5 separate regions of the Sus scrofa genome follow, and regions 1, 3, 4 and 5 are each linked to region 2. The links are chromatin contacts, called in public HiChIP or PLAC-seq and promoter capture Hi-C maps. All regions are on one chromosome and are shown on one strand. The core of a region is the stretch at or near the end of the contact, and the rest is flanking DNA. Distances in the headings are between cores, read along the strand shown. Region 1 holds the start of CTSL (cathepsin L1). Region 2 holds the start of ZCCHC6 (terminal uridylyltransferase 7). Region 3 holds the start of FBP1 (fructose-bisphosphatase 1). Region 4 holds the start of FBP2 (fructose-bisphosphatase 2). Region 5 holds the start of LOC106507907 (basic proline-rich protein-like).

Region 1 (3,117 bases), core at 292-2,791, 1.3 Mb after region 2:
GGAGAAATAAAACATGGTACATCCATACGAGTGATTTTATCCACCTTCCAAAAAAGGGAAATTCGGACACATGCTACAACATGAATAAACCCCAAGTTATGCATGTCATTATTTCCGCGTGCTTATTTCACTTAACATAATGTCATTTTGGCATAAAATGACAAGTACTCCATGATTCTACTTATGTGAAGTACACAGAGTAGCCAGATTCATAGATGCAGAACTAGAATGGTGGTTGCCAAAGGCTAAGACAGGGAGACATGCAGAGTTATTGTTTCACAAGTATAGAGTTTCAGTTTTGAAATACGAAAAATTTCCAAAGATGGATGATGGTGATGGTTACACAACAATGTGGATGTACTTAATGCCACTGAACTGCACACTTAAAAATGGTTATTAAAGTAGACATTTTTAGATTATGTACATATTAACACAGTAAAATTATGTGTCTGATTGTGCTTCTAGAATGCTTATCAACTTAACCCAAGCAGAAATTACTTAAGGTCCAATGAAAAATGACTCCATTTTTATCAAAAAAAGAAAAAATCAAATGATGTCTAGACAAAGGTAATGTGGGGACACGAGGTAATGATAATTTTTTCTAAAAGATATTTTCTACAATGACTTTTTTTTAATGTAATGAAGGACAAACATATACAACCTTTCTGGTTTGTGTTCCTTAAATTCTTAATTATATAAATAGATATTTAATATAGAAATATATTTTCCTCCATTTAAAATGTTTCATTGTCATTTAAATCCTGACATGTGTCATTTAAAGTATAAATCATTGAAGTCATATTTCTTAAATCTCAAGAAGAGCACTTTCGATACTAAGAAAAAGGCATATTAATCCACGACGCAGAGAATGGGAAGGTAAAAAGTTTCTACCCTTCAACTTTCCTTTTTTTTAATTAAACTAAATTTTTCTGTATATAACTTCTTTCTGTAGGTTTTGAAGAAGGCTTGAGAGGCAAAAACCCCAGACGGGGGAAGACAGGAAAGCGACATTACAAAATGCCACGCCTTCTCTAGAGACCCACTCAATTTCGTCCCCTTTTCCTCCTGGCATCTGAGCCAAAACCAGCACGTCACGGGCTTTGACATGCCATTCCGCTCAGATTCTTCTCAAACCCAGCGGGTACCACCCTCAACCGCGGAGGTATCTTCCTGTGGGCTGTGCATTCCTTCACTCCGTCCCACATTTGCTGCGGAATAAGCGGGAACCCCTAGACTAGACGGTTCTCAGGTCCCCTGCAGATTTTCACCCCAAACTCTAGGACTAAAGGGTTACGCTGAAATTCCTTTGGGGGCTCTCCTCATAAGATTTTTCTCAGGAACCACTCGCCGAGCGCACGAATTCCAGGTAATTAGTTGATTGGATCCCCAAGGAGGCGCCAGACCCTCTCTCAGCGCTGCCCGGGGGTCCCCAGCTAGCCGCCTCCGGGCCCTAGGGGTTGGCACGGGACAAGCTGGGACCTGCCTTCTCACGCGCCAGGAATCCCAGGACTAGGGCCCCGCCCACAGGCAGCTCAGCCAATCGCGGAGCGGGCTGGTGGGGGCGGTGCCGGCCAAGCGGAATCCCGGATAGTTAAATGGGAGGACTTGGGGTCACTGTCCCAACTTCAGACGCCAGTGGATCTGCAGCTGTTGACTGCGCCCGCCGCAGGTGAGCGCCCGGGGCTGGGACCTGGCGCGAAGGGGTCGCCCCGGGAACCAGCGAGACTGCCAGCCTTGGGGGTCGAGGGCTTGGGGTTGAGAGGTACCAGGAGGCGCCAGCTAGACCCCGCAACCTGACCCCCGCAGGCCGTACTATGGAACCCGCAGCTCCCCACTACGCTTTGACCTGCTCTGGGAGCGGCGGTCGTGCTCCAGGGGCGGGGAGCGGAGCGGCACGCCCCCCGCCTGGTTCCTCCTGCGGGGCGGGAACAGGCTCTGAGTCCCAGGAGAGACTGGCCCTGTCCCCTCCAGGGAATGGGCTCTGGGATCTTTTTCTCCACCCATACCCTTAGTCTGCCCTTAGTCCTTGTGGACTTTGGAGGATAAATTAAGTGTTTTTCACTCCACCATAATGGCTGCAACGTTTCAGAATACAGTAGGATGGACTTTTTTTAGAAAGATGGGTGTCCTCATGTACTCATTTCTTTTCTCTTCTTAGATCTTTGAAACATGAATCCTTCACTCCTCCTGGCTGCCTTTTGCTTGGGAATAGCCTCAGCTGCTCCAAGACATGATCACAGTTTAGATGCAGACTGGTACAAGTGGAAGGCAACACACAGGAAACTCTATGGCTTGGTTGGTAACCTCTGAAACCGTCCATCTGAAACCCCACAGAGAATTGTCCATGCTGTTGGGAAGCTGATAGCAGAGCGTAACCTCTTGAGGCCGCTCTTACCCAGTCAGTAACTTCGCAGAGCCCATTACTGAGTACAGCCTGGGCATAGGTGCCTGTCATGTGGGCACGGGACACCCAGGAGTACAAAGCCACCTCTGGCCATGGTTTCTCTTCCTCTCTGTCTACAAATCCACTTGGTGAAGGTGAGTTGGTTTTAAACAGAAACAAAGAGAACAGGTTCCGGTCTTTGCCTCTAGAATGAAGAAGGAAGGCGGAGAGCCGTATGGGAGAAGAACATGAAAATGATTGAACGGCACAATTGGGAACACAGGCAAGGGAAACATAGCTTCACCATGGCCATGAATGCCTTTGGTGACATGGTGAGTGTGGCATGAGTTGCTGAACATTTTATGCATCCTCTCCTTTATACTTTAACCAAATAACCTCCTGCTCTTCAACCTTCCTTCCCCCCACCCCCAAGACCAATGAAGAATTCAGGAAGACGATGAATGGTTTTCAAAACCAGAAGCACAAGAAGGGAAAAGTATTCCTTGACGCTGGCTCTGCTTTGACCCCCCATTCTGTGGATTGGAGAGAGAAAGGCTATGTAACTGCTGTGAAGAATCAGGTACGACAGCATTCAGATCCGATCCCTTTCCAAGAGTAAAGCCAAGTAGGAATGGCCATCCTGGCTACTACTATGATAGACTATGGAACAACATGTCCATAAAACAACAATTTGATCGTCTTTTTTTGGCTGCCCCATGGCATTTGGAGGTCCC
Region 2 (3,211 bases), core at 452-2,951:
GGTCGGTTTAAAACAGGAATTCTAGGTCCAGGTTTGAATTCTCTCCAACTGTCTGCATTACCAAGTTCATCAGATAGCCATCTCTTACTCTGATCTTTGTGGTTATCAGTTATCCAAACAGGTTGACTGTAAATTGGGTTCTTAAATGCATATGGATTGCTGGAAACAGCATATGGTCCTTTTCTGGGGGTATTCCCATAGTTCCCTGGTGTTAATTTTTTTTTGGGAGGGCCTTTTTCCATTTTACTGCTATAGCCTTTAGCATAATCATCCATTATTAAATAATCTTGTTGGGGGTGACCCCTTCTGAAATCTTCATCATCAGTAGTCCCTCGCTCTTTAGCACGCTTCACAAAATAAGGTTTGGCAGCATCTCCCATGGTCTTTGACTTCAATTTTCTTACTCTGCACCTATAAGAAGGTATCAAACTATTATAGGATATCATGCCAAGTACACAAAATACCACAGTTATTGCAAGATGCTCAAAAGCCTGTAAGAAAACTCTTCTTTTCCTAATTTCCGTCACATTCCAATAGTCAGTGCATTATGCTAGAAGTCAGGAGGCTTAATACCATAATATTCTTCATGAAATTAGTACTCGTTCTTTAACATAAAGATTAAATCTATGAGTCTGTCTTAAAAATTGGAGAATAAAAACACTGTCACTCATGACAAGCTGGTTGACTTTTTACCCATATAACTAAGGCTCTTCTTACAAAACAAAACAAAAAACAAACTTCACCCTAAGCCTATACTTTAGAGAACTCCCCAAACGGTCTTTTAAAAACAAGCTGACAATTATTTTTAAGTGTTATACAAAGTAACCGAAACTTTGTGAAGTAGTACATCTTATCGCCACTTTTCCATCCCTTCTCGGTATCCCGGGGCCTCCGCTCCGCTCACCACTGTTCAGAAGGCCCGACTTCTATAGCTTGGGCTTCGGAGGGGCTGGGCTCCCGACCAAGGCTCCGCTCTGGTCAGAGGGGCTGGCTTTCCGACCGATGGACAAGTCCAGCTAACCTGCCCAGTCCTCATCCTCAACTCCAAACAAGTTTGGTTTTGTCACGAACAGAAATTCTCCCTCTTCGATCCCCATGTGACAGCCCCACCTCCGATCTGCCTCAGTTTCCACTCTTCGGGTCGGAGGCGGAGAAATAGGAGGCGTCTCCGCACTCCTGGCCACGAAGCCACCGCGGGGACCAGGAAGCAGGAAGTGACCTGCCTCCTCGATAGGGTTCCGGGGTCCCCCCGGCAAAACAGGGGGCCGGGAGCGAGTGCCTCCACCGAGATTCCTGCTTCTCTAGTCCCCGTAGGGTCTGACACAAAGTGAAGATGCGGACTCCAGCCCGAGAGCTCAGTCCCCACCGGCCCGGGGGCTCCCGGGTCCTCACAACTAGGGCGAGGAGGACGGCAGAGGATGAAGCCAACGTATCTCCCCTCCTGGGCCCGCCCGCTACTCCGGAGACCCGAGAACCCACCGGAGACCCACCCCAGACGCGAAACTGAGAAAGACACAGGCGAAAAGGCGCCCGGGAGCACTCACCACCTCCGCCGCGGTCCCCCGCCTCTTCCTGTCCCGACCAGGCTCCCTCTCCGTGTTTTCCTTCAGCCCCACTTCCGGCGCTCAGCGCTGTCTCATTGTGCGCGATTGGGAGCCGGCCTTGCCTCCGCCCGAGCGCTCAGCCGCGCACGCCGGAAACGCCCGCCGCCCCGCCCCTCTTGCTTCCGCCGCCGCCGCAGCCTCCTGCGCGCAGGCGCTTTCCGGGTGGGACGTCGGGTCGTGTTCTGACAGCTAGCACTCCACTCTTGTTTGCTGCGTGCGTTCGTCGCTTGGCCCGCTTGCTGTTCTCGCAAAAGCGCGGGGCAGAGGAGAGAAAGAAGCCTCTCGTTCTCCGAGAGAGACGCAGAGGCCGCAGTCAGGGCCTGGATATACTCGGAGGCTCGGCTTCTCCTCTGGGTGCTCCTTGTTGCTTCCAGGGAAAGTTTAGTCTGGATCTGAGGCCTCGTGGCGCTCTTCCTGGTTTTTCAATTTTGGTAATTCGAGGGAATGAATGTCTCAGTGAGGTCTTAATTGCCGACCCTCTAGAAACGCCAGCGTTTAAGCTTCCACTGTACACCCAGATCTCAGTGTGTTCAAGGGAAATGCTGTGCTTTTTTCTTAGTCCTCAGATTAACTTCTCTTAAAAACAAAACCGTGTTTTGAAGAAAATGTATAATCGCAAAGGATAACCAAGGACGGTCATACTAGAATTTTTGAACAGAGAATTTTTTAAATGAAACTAGCAAACGACCTGGGTGGGTTTTTTCCCCCCTCTTTTTGTTTTGACTGTTACCGTCAATGCTATCTGCCTTGTTCTAAATACTTCGAAAGCCTCGAGCAACTAATAAAATTAGAGCGTTGAAAAAATGTGACAGCTTTGATTTCTCTGCTTTTTAAGAGCATTCAAATTTAAATCCATGAGATTCTGGAGGGATAATGGTCTTAAAAGGAGCACATTAATACTGGCTGTTGCCAAGGCACTGTTCTGACAGCTTTACAAGTAATTACTCACTTAATCCGCACAACAACTCCTCTAGAATATCATTATCCTCACTTTAAAGGTGGAGAAATAGAGTTTGTGGTGAAGTAAATGGCACCGCTGGAATCCAAACCCTAATGAAGCAGAGTCTCTTCTTAACCACTGTCTATACTAAAGGTAATTTAAAACAGGTAGGTACAACTTCTGTATAATGCCTTATCTAGATGCTTTGGTTCTGAATATACGTGACAATCAAGCCAATCTTTTCAACAGGCTGACAGTGGTGTTTTTATAGAGTCCAAAAAGCGTGATGATACATGATTACATTTATTATATGCAATACTAATGCTACCACACCCAGTCAGGGAATACTGTATGGAAGAACTGGTTCAGGAAACATCAGCCTCAAGTGTCTAGAATTTTAGAGTAGCAGTTGATAATGCTTTTTAAGGCTTTAATATTTTTTATTTGCGTTTTCTTCAGTGTGTTTCCCAAAGCCTAACTTCTATTCAGAATGTGCTTTTAAGATTCCCCTTGAGGCTAAATGAGGCTCTGTAAAACAAGACACAGTGCTAATCAAAAGATATTGACAGATAAAATATCTCTTTTTGTCCGTATTGTACTGTAATGGGAACTTAAATTGGTCACAGGGATCTGTAAAATCCAGTGGAAACATTTGGTTTGATGCTTT
Region 3 (3,338 bases), core at 630-3,129, 1.4 Mb after region 2:
TCCTTTGTCTAGATCCTAATCCACAAATCCCGCTACCTAAATCCCATTATCAGGTTATTTAAAAGGTGGGAAAGCCTGCTGTGGCACGGTGGATTAAGAATCCGACTGCAGTGGCTTGAGTTGCTGTAGAGGTGTGGGATCGATCCCTGGCCGGGGAACTCCCATACGCCATGGGTGTGGCCGTTTAAAAAAAGAGGGAAAGATACACTTCAAAGCAGATCTTATGTTTCCAAGTCTCTTTAGGGTTGTGACAAGCACTCTTTCTAAAAAAGGCCCCTGCTCTTCAAAGGCATAGAAAGCTGTGAGGACACCTATACTTACTGTAACTAAATTTAAAGTAAGATTTTACTTGAGTGTTTCTTAGAGCAAAAGGTCCTCAGAAATGGCATTAGGAGGAGTTCTTGTTGTGACTCAGAGGTAACGAATCCGACTAGCATCCATGAGGATGAGGGTTCGATCCCTGGCCTCGTTCAATGGGTTAAGGTTCTGGTACTGCTGTGAGCTGAGGTGTAGGTCACAGATGTGTCTCAGATCCTGCGTGGCTGTGGCTGTAGCTAGGCTGGCAGCTGCAGCTCTGATTTGACCCCTAGCCTGGGAACTTCCATATGCTGCACGTGTGGCCCTAAAAAGCAAAACAACAACAATAACAACAAAAAAGAATAAAAAAGAAATGTTATTAAGAGAGGCCACAGGTGAAATAGCAATGGAATCACCACCTTCCTAACACACTGTCCAGACCCATCTCCCAGCAAAGCCCATCCCTGCTAGACATCTGAAAATAAATACAATGATGATACACCACTTCCTTAAAAGTTAGCTCTACCAAGCCACCCTGTAGGACCAACAGCTGACCAGGAAAGGGATCTTGGCTACAGGGGTTGTTCTTTTTCAGATCGGCTATGCATCGTGCACAATGTTTAAAGTGTCCCTGAGTGATGGAAAGGAAGGAGTGTGGGCAATCTGAAAACCCAGGTCCCCTTCAGCAAAATCGAGGACCAGTCTAAAAATAAAATACCCGTCATACATATCAGAATAAACGAAAGGGTAATTGCGTTACTTAGAAAAAAAAAAAAAAAAAAAAGCCTCACAAGAAGGAGCCCTTTGAATCCCCATGTCCTGTCCTTTTGCTACAACCCAATATGATCTGTGGACCAGCAGCCTGGGCACCACCTACCACAGAAAAACTTCTTCCAAATGCAGACTCTCAAGGCCCACCCTAGCCCTACTGCAGCCCTGTGCACACCAGCCTTGCGGCCCCTGAAAGCTCTGAACTTGCGGAGGTCCTCCCAGCCTGCCTGGGTGTTCCCCTGCTCCTAACAGGACTTGTGTAGGGTCAAGGAGATGTTGAATGAGAAACCTGACTTGGGATCTCTATTCCAAAGGGAATGAAGGAGGTCAAAGCACAGAAAGGCTTTGCGTGTGGCTGGGCAAGTTTTTGCAGAGTGGCTCCCAGAGAGAGAGAGAGGGATCTCTACTGTCAGACAGAGAGGCTGGGAGCAGCAGCATGAGCAGCAGCAGAGGACCAGACATTGGACTGCCCAGCGATCCCTAACCAGAGAAAGAGGTCACGGTCATGGCCGAGGGGCGAGGAAGGGGGGTTGCGGAGACCTGACTCACAGGTGCGCGATGCCCGCCTTGCGGACTGCGGTGGAGATGGCTTTGACCGCGGTGCACAGCGAGTTGAGCAGCTGGGTCATCTCGCCGGTGCCGCGGGCCTTCCTGCCCTCCTCCATGACGAAGCGGGTTAGGGTGACGATATTGGTGTCGAAGGCCGCCTGGTCCGTCATGCTGAGGCCGGGCTGCTGCGCTCTGGGCTGCAAGGTGCAAGCGGCAGGTGCGGACGGCGGGACACCGCGGGATAAGGTTGGAGTGCGCCCTCAAGGCCGCCGGGTGTCAGCACAGCTCGGAGTGGCTGGATCCCAGCGGGTTGCCTCGGAGAGCCTATAAGCGCGGGTCACCGCCCTCCGCCCCCGGGAACACCTCCGCGCTCCGCCCCCGCCCGCCCCAACGTCCGGGATCCACGTCCAGTCTCGGTTCCTCCAACCACAGGGCGGTCCCCCAACCCCTGCAGCCGGCCGCCACCTCCGCTTCCTCCGCTGTCGTCGCGCCACGCCTCCCGCGGAGCCATTGCCAAGGGCGACTCTGGGCCACCTGCATGGTTTCCTTCAGTCCCCTCAACCCCTGGGCCACGGAGGTGCAGTCCTGATCCCACCCTCGCAATCCCCAATATAAAACGTAAGTTCAGAAGGTTAAGCCAGGTGCGCGGTGCAGCGCAGCTAGCGAGAGAAAAGCCTGAGCTGCAAGCTTCAGGCTCGAGGCTCTAACTGCTGTGGCACCATCGCCACCTGACATTTGCTGTCTGTTATCTGTCCACCCCTACTTGGCCTGCCACCTGGCTCTTCCGACAAGCTTCAGGAGACGTGATTTCCCCTGTTTCTCAATTGTCTGATGGCTCGTTTGGAGGGCCCTGCATTCAGACACCTTCTCAAGAATCCTATAATTTGAGCTTTATTGGGGACTTTTGTTTCTAATCCCTGCGTTTTGCAGAGAAAATAGTCACAGGCACAAAGAAGCGTCTTCTGGACCACACTGAGGCCAGAAGCTCGACAGGTGCTACCCATGACCGCCTCATAGGCACATCGCTGCTGTCCTAAGGCAGCTCATACACTGATTCATGCATCGTTTATTGAGCACCTGCTGTTAACCAGATAATGCTTTGAAAGCTATCTCCCTGTCTCCTTACTTGTGACCAGTAATAAATGCTTCTGCTTTCATGGGATACACTTGGTGTGTTCATCGGCTGAGCACTCCAAAAGATGGATCCGTTGAATCCAGCAACAATTTCTGGTGACCCTGATGGGGCATGTGCCCTGAGGAGGGACAAAGGGAGCTGGCCACACTGGAGTGAAGTGGACTTGTCTTCTCATGTTGGTTGAGTTCTCTTGGTCAGACATGAATCTGCTGGGTGTCTACTGGTTCAGAGACTGCTCACCAGCTGGCTCTCTGTGGGCAAAGTGGCGACCTGAACGGATTTGTTCAGTACCCTCAGACTTCCGGGGTGTTGGGGGGCAGGTGAGTAGCATCCAGAACTGCTGCTATAATAAGTATGGATATCGCAGTAGTCTCCCGTTTGATTAAAGCAGAATTTAAGACGCACACAACTGGGGTTGGGATCCTCGTTTCACCCTGGGTTCGAGCCCAGGGGTTCTGAGTTCTACCACTGGGAGGTTGCATTCCTTCTGGTGGAAAACTAGCGATTTCTGGGTTTGGCAGCCACCTTTTCTGTGACTGGGGAAGGTTGAGTTCCTTTATAATAGAAAACGAGAGACTTCTGGGTG
Region 4 (2,994 bases), core at 38-2,537, 1.4 Mb after region 2:
CCAGGGATCAAACCTCTGTGCTCATGGATGCTAGTCAGATTCGTTTCTACTGAGCCATGACAAGAACTCCAAGACTTGCTTCTTTTCATCATAGACTTAAACTAGACCCTTGACTGTGAGGATCAGCAGCCGTAGCATGAACTTGGCTGCCGATCTGGGTTTGGATAAAGCACCAAGAGCTCAAAATGCTCTGAGTTCCCTCCTCCTTGGCCCCCTGCACCTCCCAGGTTCCCGCACACCAAGTGGAGAGGAGATTAAGTCCCAGAGAAGAAATAACAAATTGTTTTTAAAAGCAAAAGACTCCTTTTGATGGTAAGAAGGGAGAAGGAGCTTGGGTTGCAGGGAGTCATTTGGTAAATGATTTCTAGCTGCCAACGACTGTAGGCAAAGGGCAAGACAATAAAGGGCTCATATCTGCAAAGGCATTAAAGAGCCATCTCAAGTCTCCTGGCAGTCGCTTTGTGCCAGGGAGAATGCAAACGCAAGTCCCCATAACTCAGGGTAGGTTTTAGTGGAACAAGGCCCTGAGCTTGTTATCATTACAATACGTGGCAGCTGGAAAAATCATATATATTTTTCTCCATAGCGTGTCTCCAAGTATTTTGTTCTTCTTCTTTTTTTTTTTTTTTTTCTTTTTAGGGCTGCACCTTTGGCATATGGAAGTTCCCACATTCGGGGTCAAATCGGAGTTGTAGCTGCCGGCCTCCACCACAGCCACAGCAATGCCGCATCCTTAATCCACTGCGCGAGGCCAGGGATCGAACCCACATCCTCATGGATACTAGTTGGATTTGTTCCCTCTGAGCCACAACGGAACTCCTGTTCCTTCCGTGACACAAGGCAAAGTCCCTTTTATCAACGCACCCCTGGAAGAATCTTTCAAGGCAACTCGCTCCAACACCCCACCCCTCCACCCCCCGCCAGGGCACACAGGCTAATAGCTTTTGACCTGAGGGTATCCAGCCCCAACACCTGCAGCCCTGCCCCCACCCCACCCCCACCCCCGGCCTGGATGGGACTCACAGGTTGGCCAGGCCGGCCTTGCGCACGGCAGAGGAGATGGCTTTGATGGCCGTCAGCATGGAGTTGAGCAGCTGCGTGAGCTCCCCGGTGCCTTTGGCCTGCCGGCCCTTTTCCATAACATAGCGGGTCAGGGTGAGCATATCTGTTTCGAAGGGGCTTCTGTCCCCCATGATGCTAGGGAATGCTTCAAGTCCTTGTCTACCTGCAGAAGCAAAGCCTTATCTGTAAGGACTGATCCGTCCGCCGCTGAATCAGAGCTGATTATGAGTCTGTCCTAGCTGGGCCAGGACCTTTAAGGGGGAAGTGCCACCACCCACGTGGTTGAGATAACTGGGCAAGCCCTCAAGGAAACCTCTCTGGCCTGGCTCATCTGAAGGCTGCCAGAGCCCTTAAGCAAGCTGTAAATAGAACAGGCAACCCGGAACCACAGACCTACTTTTTCTTGATGAAGCTTCTTCTTTAAAGATCCTAAGAAGCAACCATTTAGTAGCAGGTAGGAGATGGGAAATTCATCTGCGGAAAACAAGGGTCCCTAAAACCCTGTTATTCAAGGGCTCCAAAGGATTCTTCTTGTATCTCCGCTGCGGTGCCTCCTTCCCTTTCATCACAGACACAGATTGGCAGATACCTTATCTGGGGAATAGGTCACATAACAAAATAGTGGCAATCCTGGCACCTCTTAGCCAGGGTTCTCTCACATGTTTGAAAGGGATGCTTTTTATTTCCAATAAAAAGTACGCTTTTTATGGATTTCCTGTTGTGGCTCAGCAGTAACAAACCTGACTAGTATCCATGAAGATGTAGGTTTGAACCATGGCTTCGTTCAGTGGGTTAAGGATCCAGTGATGCCGTGACTCGTGATGTAGGTTGCAGACATGGCTTGGATCTGGCGTTGCCGTGGCTGTGGTGTAGACTGAGAGTTGCAGCTCCGATTCGACCCCTAGCCTGGGAACTTCCATATGCCACAGGTGCAGCCCTAAAAAGAAAAAAAAATGCTTTTTATTTCCAACAAAAAATTTATTTTAGATGGATATTTATAATAGATATTCAAATCTGGAAGAAAATAAATTCTATTCCTAGCACAATGCCTAGCACCAGGGTTATTTTATCAATTCTTTATCCTTTCAATTTCTCCGGACTTGCATTTTTTTTTTTTTCCTTTTCTTTTTAGGGCTGCACCTGCAGCGTGCAGAAATTCCCAGGCTAGGGGTCCAGTTGGGGTTCCAACTCCCAGCCTATGCCACAGCCACATCAACACCAGATCCAAGCTGCGTCTGTGGTCTACACACATTTACACCACAGTTCACGACAACATCAGATCCTTAACCCACTGAGGCCAGGGATCAAACCCACATCCTCATTAGATACTAGTTGGGTTCTTAACCAACCCACTGAGCAACAATGAGAATGCCTGCATTTTTTTTTTTAACTTTTCCCTTTTAGGGCTGCAATTGCAGCATATGAGGTTCCCAGGCTAGGAATCAAATCAGAGCTACAGCTGCTGGCCCACACCACAGCCACAGCAACGCAGGATCCTTCACCCATCGAAGGAGGCCAGGGTTTGAAGCCGCAACCTCATGGTTACTAGTCGGATTCATTTCCACTGCGCCACGATAGGAACTTCAATTTTTATAATGAAAAAAAATAGGTGCTTGTTGAACAAAAAGCCCTACAGAGCCCATCCTCCAACACGCTCCCTAGAAATAACTGCATCAGAGCTGCTGGTGGTGGTGGGTTTGAGTTGGTAATAGGCACCTCTGGCGGGTCTGCACAGGGTGGTCCCAGCAGTTTCTCCAGGGGCAGAGAGACCTGTGTACAATTCGAAAAGCTCCTGAAACCTCACTTTCCTGACTTGTAAACGTCGGTAACAATAAAACTTCTACCTTACAGAGCGGTTATGAAGATTAAAGTGGTAAGATATACCGGTCACATAATAGGTGCTGAATACCTGTTAGTTATTCTCCTTCTGGA
Region 5 (3,050 bases), core at 125-2,624, 1.0 Mb after region 2:
AACCCGCTGTACCGGCCTATGGGGGAATCGAACCTGCGTTCTTCCCAAGATGCCGCTGATCCAGTTGTGCCAAGGCGGGAACTCCTCATACCTTCTTATAGTTCAAATCCCAGCTCAAAAGCCCTGTCCAGGAGGGGAACGCCACCTAATGTGGCCCACTCCCGCTCTGTCATTCTCTATCTCATTATCCTTCAATTTTGTCTCCATAGAATGGATCTAAAGTGATCTCGTTTATTTGCTTACATATTTATTGTCTGGCTTCGCCACCATAATGCAAGTGTCATGAGGGCAGGGATTTTTTTAAACCTATTACGCTCCCTGCGATTTCCTGGTGCCGAGCACAGTGCCTGGCCCACCCTAGGCGCTCAGGACACATTTGCAGGACATTTCCCTGGAATCCCGCCAAAGGAGGCAGGTCTCGGCGTGTCACAGGTGGGGCGCCCACGGTGCGCGCGGCCGCGATGGCTGCGCTCCCCACGCGGGTGCGGGGTGAGTGGGTGTGTGCGGGGGTGTGCGCGGTAGAGCGCGCCAGCGAGCCCCGAGCGGGGAGGAGCAGCCAGCGCAGCACAGCACCCGCAGCAACGGCCGGGCCGGGCAGCTCGGAGGTGGGTGGGCCGTGTCGCCAGCCCGCCCGCGGGGTCCCCCATTGGCCGCCTGCCGGCCGCCCTCCGCCCGGAAGGCGGCGAGGAGCCGAGGGCTGCTCTGCAGCTGGAGCGGGAGAGCTCAGCCGAGCCGACGCCGGGCGGACGCGCGCGGGATCAGCGTCCTCACTTGCTGCCTCCCTGCGCTCCCGCCGCCGCCCCGCTCGCTCCCGGCGCTGGCGCCTACCGTTGGCCTCGGACAGCGCTCCGGAGGGACCCGGGCAGCTCCCGGGCGCCCGGGTGAGTGGCCGCGCGCGGCTCTCCGGCTCCTCCCGGGCCCCGCCGCCTGCTTTTGCTTTCGCGGCCGCGGCGCGGCGGGGTTTGCCCCGGCAGCCGCCTGGACCACCGGGAAGGCCGAGGCGGGGTAAACTTGACTGCGGGGAGAAGTGGGATCACAGTCGGGAGGGGCCCCCGGCCTCGTGGGGCGGGTGGAAACAGGTGGCGCGGGCCGGGCGCTTTGTGTCGAGGCGCGGGGACCGGGAGCGGGCGGCCGCGCCTCCCTCGGCCGCTCCCTTCCCTCCCTTGCTCCCCCGGGCGGCCGCAAGCCGGGTCGGCCGGGTAACGGAGCGGGAGTCGCCAGGAATGTGCCTCTGGGGACTGCGTGACTCGAGGGAGGAGAGAAGGTGGCCGGGGAGGTGCGGGAGCCGAGAGGTGGCGCGGGGGCTGCACCGCCGCTGCAGGCAGGAGAGGGATGCTTCCAGCGAGCAGTGTTCCGCCCGGGTGAGGGCTTCATTCTTCCGCGGCGCCCCTGGAGGTGGGGAGCTGGGTGGGCGTGTGTGTGCAGAGAAAGAGGAGGCGGGGAGGCCAGCCACTTCCGGAGCCGATTTTGATCCTAGCCCAGCGCCTTGCTTTCGGGGAAGCGGACCTTGGGGTGCGGTTGTGCTCGGCCCCACGCGTGCGCGGGCGATGCGGGGCTGGGGGCGTCCCTGGCTTGGGTTTAACAAAGAGTGCTCCTCTCCACCCGGAGGGGAGGGGCAGCTCCGGAGAGGTGGTCTTCAGCAAGTGGGTCTTAGCCCTGGGGAGAGGTACTTCCTTTGGGAGTTGTCATTTTGTTATTCTTATTACCTTTTTTTTTTTTTTTAAAGGACGGGACTCTCATGCATGAGGGGCCCACGGAGGCGCAGGAGCAGGAGCGGTGGTGATGGTTTGGGAAGCGGAGCTGAAGTGCGCTGGGCTTTGGTGAGGCGTGACAGTTTATCATGACGGTGTTCAGGCAGGAAAACGTGGACGATTACTACGACACCGGCGAGGAACTTGGCAGGTACTGGGGGTGCCGGAAGCGCACGCTTCTGGGTTGTGCGAATGCATGTTATTGCAAGCAGTGGGCGGTAAACAAATGCAGTTTGAAATCAGGCGTCTCCCTTGCCCTTCCAGGAGACACGCAAATTATAGAGAAAAGAGTTACTAACCCAGTGACGACCAGGGACCAGAAATAAACGACCTAATCCTGGGGGCTGGGGGGTGGAGGGGCGATTTCAGTGTTAGATTATGACACAGGGTGTATGGATCAAGACTCCTGGACAAGAGATTTAATTGTCTGCAGTAACTCTTGTCAGCCGTGGTCCTTCTGCCAGAATAAGGCAGAAGCTGAGATATAATTGCGGCTGGAGTTCGCTCTTATGTGTGATTTAGACGAAGTACAAACTGATTAATAGGCTTATTTTTAAAAGCTTAAGACTTGCCCTTTTTCTGAGTTTTCAAGAGTGATATGCACAAGTATAGGTAGGTCACACATGGAGACTTGTCAGATGTTGAATTGGATTTTGAAACTTCCTTGAACCATGAATTTAATTACGTGGTTGGTCTCAGTGGTTGCTCTGGTTTCATTCGCAACGTTAAATTTTTAACAAATCCCTGATTGAGAGTCTAATATGGCTATCTGGATTCAGAGCATACTTCCAGTGCTGTGGGAGGGAGCTGTGATTCTGAATGTGAAGCCTTTCAGTTCCAGGTGAACAAAGAAGGATTTCATTGGGGGCCTCCAAGGGCTGGATGGGTTTCCCTTTCACCAGGGATTTGACAGGGTAGGTAGTGCCCTGGTCTAACTTTAGCAGAAAAGCCAGATTCCACACCCAAATTTAAATTCAACATTGGGAATTTGACTGCAGCGTATTTATGTTGTGAGTCAAGTAGATAAAAGGATCTTTAAGCAAACAAAAAAGTATGTGTTTATTTCCATGTGTATCAAAATACATCTTTTTTCATAGACCCCTGATGTCCCCTGATTCAGTGCTTCCTTTTTTTCCCATGAAAAGGAAATTCAGAAACACCCACACCCTAGATTACCTAACAAGAATTGTGAAAGTTGATTTTCACTAAAATGATTTTTCAAGTGATAGTTCAGAAAGGAAGTGACTTTTTAAAAGTTGCTGTATCAGAATATTTCTGTCCACATTTAGTATGGACCTG

Evidence for each region. Promoter capture Hi-C pulls out the DNA fragments that hold promoters and counts their contacts. HiChIP or PLAC-seq counts read pairs in DNA pulled down with a chosen protein or histone mark.
Region 1: a contact with region 2 is called in an H3K27ac HiChIP or PLAC-seq map of alveolar macrophages, with 13 times the contacts expected there. The contact joins the promoter of CTSL here to the promoter of ZCCHC6 in region 2. A contact is called at or near these places in 1 of 5 promoter capture datasets (fetal skeletal muscle) and 1 of 2 datasets of contacts at active chromatin or transcription factors (alveolar macrophages).
Region 3: a promoter capture Hi-C map of liver shows a contact between it and region 2, with 4 times the contacts expected there. The contact joins the promoter of FBP1 here to the promoter of ZCCHC6 in region 2. A contact is called at or near these places in 1 of 5 promoter capture datasets (liver) and 1 of 2 datasets of contacts at active chromatin or transcription factors (alveolar macrophages).
Region 4: a contact with region 2 is called in an H3K27ac HiChIP or PLAC-seq map of alveolar macrophages. The contact joins the promoter of FBP2 here to the promoter of ZCCHC6 in region 2. A contact is called at or near these places in 2 of 47 Hi-C or Micro-C datasets (liver and skeletal muscle) and 2 of 2 datasets of contacts at active chromatin or transcription factors (alveolar macrophages and skeletal muscle).
Region 5: an H3K27ac HiChIP or PLAC-seq map of alveolar macrophages shows a contact between it and region 2. The contact joins the promoter of LOC106507907 here to the promoter of ZCCHC6 in region 2. A contact is called at or near these places in 2 of 5 promoter capture datasets (fetal liver and liver), 4 of 47 Hi-C or Micro-C datasets (embryonic fibroblasts, epiblast stem cells, heart right ventricle and 1 more) and 1 of 2 datasets of contacts at active chromatin or transcription factors (alveolar macrophages).

Annotation. Positions count from the first base shown.
Region 1 is chr10:27,673,129-27,676,245 of Sscrofa11.1, reverse strand. It overlaps CTSL (cathepsin L1), which reads left to right and starts at 1,541. Exons shown (of 8, transcript XM_003130633.6): 1 at 1,541-1,669; 2 at 2,159-2,295; 3 at 2,593-2,715; 4 at 2,817-2,963. The coding sequence starts at 2,170.
Region 2 is chr10:28,994,054-28,997,264 of Sscrofa11.1, reverse strand. ZCCHC6 (terminal uridylyltransferase 7) reads right to left here and starts at 1,701. Exons shown (of 27, transcript XM_013989710.2): 1 at 1,545-1,701; 2 at 1-411. The coding sequence starts at 380.
Region 3 is chr10:27,587,150-27,590,487 of Sscrofa11.1, reverse strand. It overlaps FBP1 (fructose-bisphosphatase 1), which reads right to left and starts at 1,879. Exons shown (of 7, transcript NM_213979.1): 1 at 1,618-1,879. The coding sequence starts at 1,787.
Region 4 is chr10:27,630,126-27,633,119 of Sscrofa11.1, reverse strand. It overlaps FBP2 (fructose-bisphosphatase 2), which reads right to left and starts at 1,287. Exons shown (of 7, transcript NM_001167632.2): 1 at 1,024-1,287. The coding sequence starts at 1,082.
Region 5 is chr10:27,951,983-27,955,032 of Sscrofa11.1, reverse strand. LOC106507907 (basic proline-rich protein-like) reads right to left here and starts at 1,374. Exons shown (of 2, transcript XM_021064271.1): 1 at 829-1,374. The coding sequence starts at 1,374. DAPK1 (death-associated protein kinase 1) reads left to right here and starts at 325. Exons shown (of 26, transcript XM_021064621.1): 1 at 325-432; 2 at 1,727-1,902. The coding sequence starts at 1,841.